Linked DNA regions of Capra hircus: region 1 is linked to region 2. The links are chromatin contacts, called in public Hi-C maps. All regions are on one chromosome and are shown on one strand. The core of a region is the stretch at or near the end of the contact, and the rest is flanking DNA. Distances in the headings are between cores, read along the strand shown. Region 1 has its middle 9.3 kb from the start of CXCR1. Region 2 holds the start of AAMP (angio-associated migratory cell protein).

Region 1 (3,115 bases), core at 116-2,615, 70 kb after region 2:
GAAAGTCCGTGCAGCAACAAAGACCCAGCACAGCCAAACGTAAAAAAAATAAATTTATTTAAAAAAAAATTCACTGGCTGAAGCCCTGACTTCCAATGTGATGGTATTTGAGGGGTGGGAGGGAGTTAGGTTTTACACGAGGCCTCCGCATGGTGGGACTAGCGTCCTCATAAGGACAGGGAAGCCTGGTGTGCTGCAGTCCATGGGGTCGCAAAGGGTCGGCCACGACTGAGCGACTGAACTGAACTGAAGGAGAGGAAGAAGCCAGAGCTCTTTACCTCTCCGCACAGAAGGCAGTGGTCTGCAAGCCAGAAAGACAGCTCTCACAGAGAACCCATGCAACCAGCCCCCTGATCTCAGACTTCCAGTCTCCAAAACTGTGAGAAATAAATAATCTGTCGTTTAAACCACTGAGTCCACAGTATTTTGTGATGTAAGCCTGAGCTAACATAAATTTGGAGGACAAAAAAGTGAGCTGTAAGGAATCTGGGAAAGATTTCCAGTTCTCTGAAATATACCTTTTAATTGTCTTGCCAAGTGCATCCCAACGTGTTGTGTTTAAAAGTGTGAGTTCACACAGAGAGGCCGAGAACTGCTGGTGTGGAGGAAGGGTCTGCGGAAGAAGAGGGGTGGCCCCGGGGACAGGACTATTCATGAAGCCTGTGAGAAGTTGAGTGAGATACGACCAAATGGGTGATAAACTTCACCTGCTCATCCCAAGCAGCGCTGCCCCTCTGGGAGCTGCTAAACTCTCATCTGCATGCAATGGCACCCCACTCCATCACTGTTGCCTGGAGAATCCCATGGATGGAGGAGCCTGGTGGGCTGCAGTCCATGGTGTCCTAAAGAGTCGGACTCGACTGAGCGACTTCACTTTCACTTTTCACTTTCATGCATTGGAGAAGGAAATGGCAACCCACTCCAGTGTTCTTGCCTGGAGAATTGCAGGGACTGTGGAGCCTGGTGCGGTGCCCTCTGTGGGATCGCACAGAGTCGGACACGACTGAATCGACTTAGCAGCAGCAGCAGCAGCATCTGCATGCATGCTGTCACTTCAGTCATGTCCGACTCTTTGTGACCCGCCAAGTTCCTCTGTCCATGGGGATTCTCCAGGCAAGATTACGGGAGTAGGATTGCCATGCCCTCCTCCAGGGAATCTTCTTGATTCAGGGATCGAACCCGCATCTCTTCTGTCTCTCGCATTGGCAAACGGGGCTGTTAACCACTACAGCCACTTGGGAAGCCCCAAAACTCTCATCTGGGAGGACGTTAAGGGGACAATGAATATATGTGAAAAAGCTTGCACTCCTTAAAGGATGGTGTTCCGTTCTAGACGTTGATTGCCTAACCCGGCTTCCAGCGGGTATTTTTACCGCCTGCCCCGCCCCTCTCCACCTCGCCTGCCCTCCCTCTCCCTGTATTTGGTTTGATTTGAAGGTAATGCTTCCCTCTGGTGGATTGACCTCGCAACTACAGAGATCCTGGCCACCAGGAGTAGATTGTTTTTTCCTCTCCTGCAAGAGCTCAGGTGCTGTTAGCATTGCTAGGGGTCTCATGATTTCTGGTCCCATGGTGCGGTCACCTTTCCCTCCAGTGTAATTTCCCAGAGGCTAGAGGCGAGTTAAACAGAAGACAACCCCACTGTGGGTCTCCCAGTCTCTAGAAATATAATCCATATTTCTTTCCTTTTCTTTGGTCAACAACTTTTTATGGCACCCTAATGGCCAAGCTGTCTCCTAGGCACTTGGGATACAGTGATCAAAATAGATAACAATCACTGCCCCTGTGAGGCTTATGTTCTAGAGAGGAGAGAGAGACGATAAGTAATAGTGTCTATAGTAAACAAGTGGATTGTATAGTATTATGTTAGGAAGTGATAAGTGCTGTGGGGAGAGAAAAATGTGTAAAGTAAAGCAGGGAACATTTTCATATTGTTAGCCTGGCACTCACCATGTAGCCCCAGGCTTGTGATTATCTTTTGGGGAAAAAAGTCCAACAATAATAAACATTGCAATAAATGAATAAATAAATATGTCATCTCAAAAAAAAGTGGGGAAAGAGATACCCAGCAATGCTAGGGGAGATACAACTGTAAATAGGTGGATAGGGTGGGACCCAGTGAAAAGGCAGCAACCGAACAAACACTAAGGAGATGAGGGGTTACCTGGGGGACCATCTACACAAGACCATTCCTAGAAGCCTGAACAGCACAGGCAATGCCCCCAGACAGGAGCCAAGCCGAGAGGTCAGTGTGGTGGAGCAGAGCTCTAAGAGACAAAGGAGGATTCGATTAGAGGATGTTATGGACTGAATTGTGTCCCTTCCCCCCAAATTCATATATTGAAGTCCATTACATCAAAACAGGACATAATTTGGAAATAGAGTCCTTGTAGAGGTAATTAATTAAGACGCAGTCATTAGAGGGAGCTCTAGTCTAACAAACTGGTATCCTTATAAAAGGGAAATTTGGACACAAATGCATCAGGAGAACACCAATGTGAAGACGAAGGCAGAGACTGAAGTGGTGTTTCCACAACCAAGGAATGCCAACAACTGTTAGCACACCACCGGAAGCTGCGGGAGAGGCTGGGCACAGATTCTCCCTTGTAGCCCTCGGAAGGAAGCAGCTCTGCTCACACCCTAATCTTGGGTTTCCAGCCTCAAGAACTGTGAGAAAATGCTTTTCTTTTGGTTAATCCTCCCAGTTTGTGGTCCAGGGGGCAAGGGGTGGAGGAGTGATGGAGAAGGCATTTTTCATTTTTAAAAATCTAGCCATATTTTATTTTTTAAAATTTTCTTGACTGTGCAGCATGTGGGATCTTAGTTCCCCAACCAGGGGTCGAACTGTGCCCCTTGTACTAAAAGTGAGAGTCTTAACCACTGGACAACCAGGGAAGCACTTGAAAACTTTTACTTTTATCAAACCCACTTTTTTTTTATGATTAGGTGGGCTATATCTGCCTCTCATGCAAACATTACTCTACGTTAGAAAGCTATGACTATAATTCACATGCTAATATATCTAAGAAGAAAAAAAATGTAATTATCTTCATAGGCCTTTGACAAAATTCAATACTTATTCCTGATTTTAAAAATAAAACTGAATAAAATACAA
Region 2 (3,385 bases), core at 393-2,892:
TAACATAATCTTGCATGATCTCAATTAAAACCTCAACTGGGTCCTGCCCCAAGCTCCCAAAAGAGAGGATGAGGCCATAGACCCAAATCTGAATCAGATTAGCTCAGCTCAGTGCACAGAAAACCCACTCTCTCTCCAGTTTCACAGACTTTGTCACCTCCCTCCCCTACTCCAGTCCTCTGAGATTCCAGTCCTCGCACCCAGCCATTCTGTCCTGGCAACCCTGGATTCAGTTCATCACCTGAAACTTGGAGAAGTTTCTGGGTCCCACCCGCCCCTGGTGCCTCTCCCCATTGGTGGGCAAAGAGTTAGTTAAAACTTACCAGGCTAGTCCCACAGCTTTCATGGGGTTCTTGCCCCTCTTTCTGGGGATGTATTCCAGCTCAGGGGAGAGGGGCTCAGGCTCCTCCTTGCACTCTGGGGAGCTGTGGCTTTGCAGTGCCCGGCTCCTGTTCTGGGAAGCCTTGTTAGCAGTGGCTCCTGAGAGAATCCCTGCGAATGGAGGCAAGGAAGGTCAGTTAAGAGAAGAGAAGAAAGCCTAGGGAGGACTGGTTGAGATCTGAGGAAGGGGAGTGACTGCAATTTGGAGTAACAGGTGCCTGACAGAGTCCAGAGGGAAATGGGAAAATCGCCATCGAGGTGGCACCTTTGAAAGCCGCTTCCACGTCACTGCAGGCTCATCACCCTAGTGCCGGGAGAGCGAGCTTCGCTGCTCTTCATCTCCTCAGACCTCAGGATGTGAAGGGACTGCAGTGGGGCTCGCGTGAGACGTGTGAAAGAAAATCCGAGAAATGGCTTGCAAACTGCAGAATGTTAGCACTGGAGGGGGAGCTTAAAGGTAGTCTACTCCGTCCCCTCATTTTATAGAAGAGGAAACTGAAGCCCCAAGAGACGAACTGCTTCGCCCAAGGTCAAACTGCTAATTATCCAGGGCTAGAACCCAAGCCTCCGGAAGCCCAGGGCCCTTTTCCTCTGCACTGCGGTGAGTGTGAAACACCTGGAGCGCGGGGGTCTAAAAGGCTTCCTTGAGGCTCCCTTTCCGTGCAAGACCCCAGACGTGTCGTAGGCTGAGGGATGGACTGGTTGACTTTTAAAGAGCACCTTTTAGCCCTCAGACTCTTTAAAATCCTGCAGAGGGATGCGGGCAGCAATCGACAGCCCTGAACTCCTGCTACAGCTTAGCGGGATGTGAAAAAAAAGGGTATCCCCTCCAGTCCTGCCCTCCCCAGGGTCCCTCTTCTTACCCCGGAGAACGCGGGCATTTCTCGCCCCTCGGCCCTTCAGCGCCGTAGCAGCTACCACCGCCGCCATGTTCAGATCCCACCCCCCCTTCACCGCAGTCCCCGCTGGGAATTGTAGTTTGCGTAAGGGGCCTCCCCCGCTGTATCCGTCCGGCCTACAGATCAGAAACTACAACTCCCAGAAGCCCAAGCAGCGGACCCAAGAGAACTACTCTTCCCAGGAGAGCCCGGAAGCGCGCACACTCGCTTGTTTCCCTCCTGTTGGGGGCGGAGTCAGGTCGGGCCGAGTTTGGGTTCTCCTCGCCGCGCCTCGGCCTCGTCTCCCGCTTCTGCCCTGTGATTGGTGACTCAGCCTGTCCACCCCTTTCGCTATTGGTCAAGAGGCCGTCGCTCTCCCTGCCGGGGAGTCGCCTACGCCTACTTCCTCCCGGGAGGAGGGGCCCGAGTTCCGCGTCGTCGCGCAGAGCTGACTCTGGGAGGCGTTTGGGCCCAGAGAAGTGGGTCCGCCGCTTGCGCCGCATGGAGTCCGAATCGGAGAGCGGGGCCGCTGCTGACACCCCCCCGTTGGAGACTCTAAGCTTCCATGGTGACGAAGAGATTATCGAGGTGGTAGAACTGGACCCTGGTCCTCCGGACCCGGGTAAGAGCTGCGGATCCTCAGGCCATGGGACAAGAGGCTCTTACCCCTGGCCTTTGACCCCGGCTTTTCCCCCCTCTGCCCCCCACCCCACCCCACCTGTCATTCCTACTTACCTCCTTCGCCCTTCCCCTCTCCCCCAGCCCCACACTTAGTTCTCAGGCCTGGCCCGGGTGGGGGTTCCCCTGACGCCTCCCCTGGCCCTTCCCCTCACACACCCCCTTCCCATCATTCCTTCGGTCCTCCCTTCCCACACGGTCTCTGGCCAACCCCAGATCCTCAGAGCTCTCCGGTCCTCCGTTCCGCACGCCCCCTCCTCCCTGCCGCCTCTCACCCCCGCCCCGCTTCACCCCTTCTGTCTGACCTCACCTTGCCCTCTCGCCACATGACCACCCCAGCCTCGGGCCTCCCCACACTTGCCATCCCTCTTCCCGCCTGCCGCACACCGTCTGTTAACCCTCTCCCCAAAGCAGACGATCTGGTCCAGGAGATGGAAGATGTGGACTTCGAGGAAGAGGAAGAAGAAGAGGGCAATGAGGACGGCTGGGTCCTGGAACCCCAGGAAGGGGTGGTCGGCAGCATGGAGGGCCCCGACGACAGCGAGGTCACTTTTGCATTGCATTCTGGTAGGTCCCTGGGGAGAGCTGTCCTAAGTTCAGTCCAGGTGGACATTTGAACATCATCCGCTGTGTAGCGGTGGGAAAATGTTGCCTTTGTGGTGGAGGAGCTGTTGGCTCCTGGAGTCGGTTGAGACACACTTGGGTTCAAATCCTGTCTCTGCTATTTGGTTGTTTATGACCTTTATTGACGTCTCTGGGCTTTAGTTTCCTTTTAAAAAGTTGTCATTGATAAAAGTTCCTTTACTCTGAATTAGGGATAATAGTACCTTTTGGATCATCTTTTGGGTAAATCTCTTAAATATTAACTCTTGATAAGGAACCAGTAACACAGGCTTTCCTCACTCAGCCCCCAACCTGGTGGCATCCCACTCTGAGAATTGTAAGCCCTACACACATCCCCTTCTCTTGTCCACCACAGAAGTGAGGGGTGAAGGGAAGAGCGCAGGAGGGTGATGTGTCCTGGGGAGGGACTTAGAATTTGGCAAGTTTGGGGAGGGACTTCAACAACAACTGAATGCTTGAAACTTAGAAGAGCTTGGATGCACTCTTCTTTTCTAGGAAGAAAGACATGTTGCTTTAGGTGGAACGGGGTGGGCTCCCCAAAGGTCCTGAAGGACGGGACCTAGGTGGGATCCCCACTTCCTTACTCTTGGAATATCTCTTGGGACAGCATCAGTGTTCTGTGTGAGCCTGGACCCCAAGACCAACACCTTGGCAGTGACAGGAGGTGAAGACGACAAAGCCTTTGTGTGGAGGCTCAGTGATGGGGAACTGCTCTTTGAGTGTGCAGGTGAGGGGGCTCGGTGAAGTCCTGCCTCTTTGGAGGTCTTAGGGGGCTGGCCTGCAGTGGTTGTACATCCAACAGCCATTTATTGACCTCTGTTTTG

What was found. Hi-C and Micro-C count contacts between places; a contact is called where the count stands out from the background.
Region 1: a contact with region 2 is called in a Hi-C map of blood, with 4 times the contacts expected there. The contact joins the enhancer-like site here to the promoter of AAMP in region 2. A contact is called at or near these places in 3 of 5 Hi-C or Micro-C datasets (blood and liver).

The regions. Positions count from the first base shown.
Region 1 is chr2:29,572,921-29,576,035 of ARS1.2, forward strand. No RefSeq gene overlaps it. Among named protein-coding and RNA genes, the nearest start is that of CXCR1, 9.3 kb to the right of the region's middle. Within about 2 kb of position 1,366, at least 1 of the 5 cell types and tissues checked has an H3K27ac peak or open chromatin away from gene starts, as enhancers often do.
Region 2 is chr2:29,502,213-29,505,597 of ARS1.2, forward strand. It overlaps AAMP (angio-associated migratory cell protein), which reads left to right and starts at 1,643. Exons shown (of 11, transcript XM_018059525.1): 1 at 1,643-1,881; 2 at 2,349-2,504; 3 at 3,169-3,288. The coding sequence starts at 1,761. It overlaps PNKD (probable hydrolase PNKD), which reads right to left and starts at 1,364. Exons shown (of 10, transcript XM_005676534.3): 1 at 1,245-1,364; 2 at 324-492. The coding sequence starts at 1,311.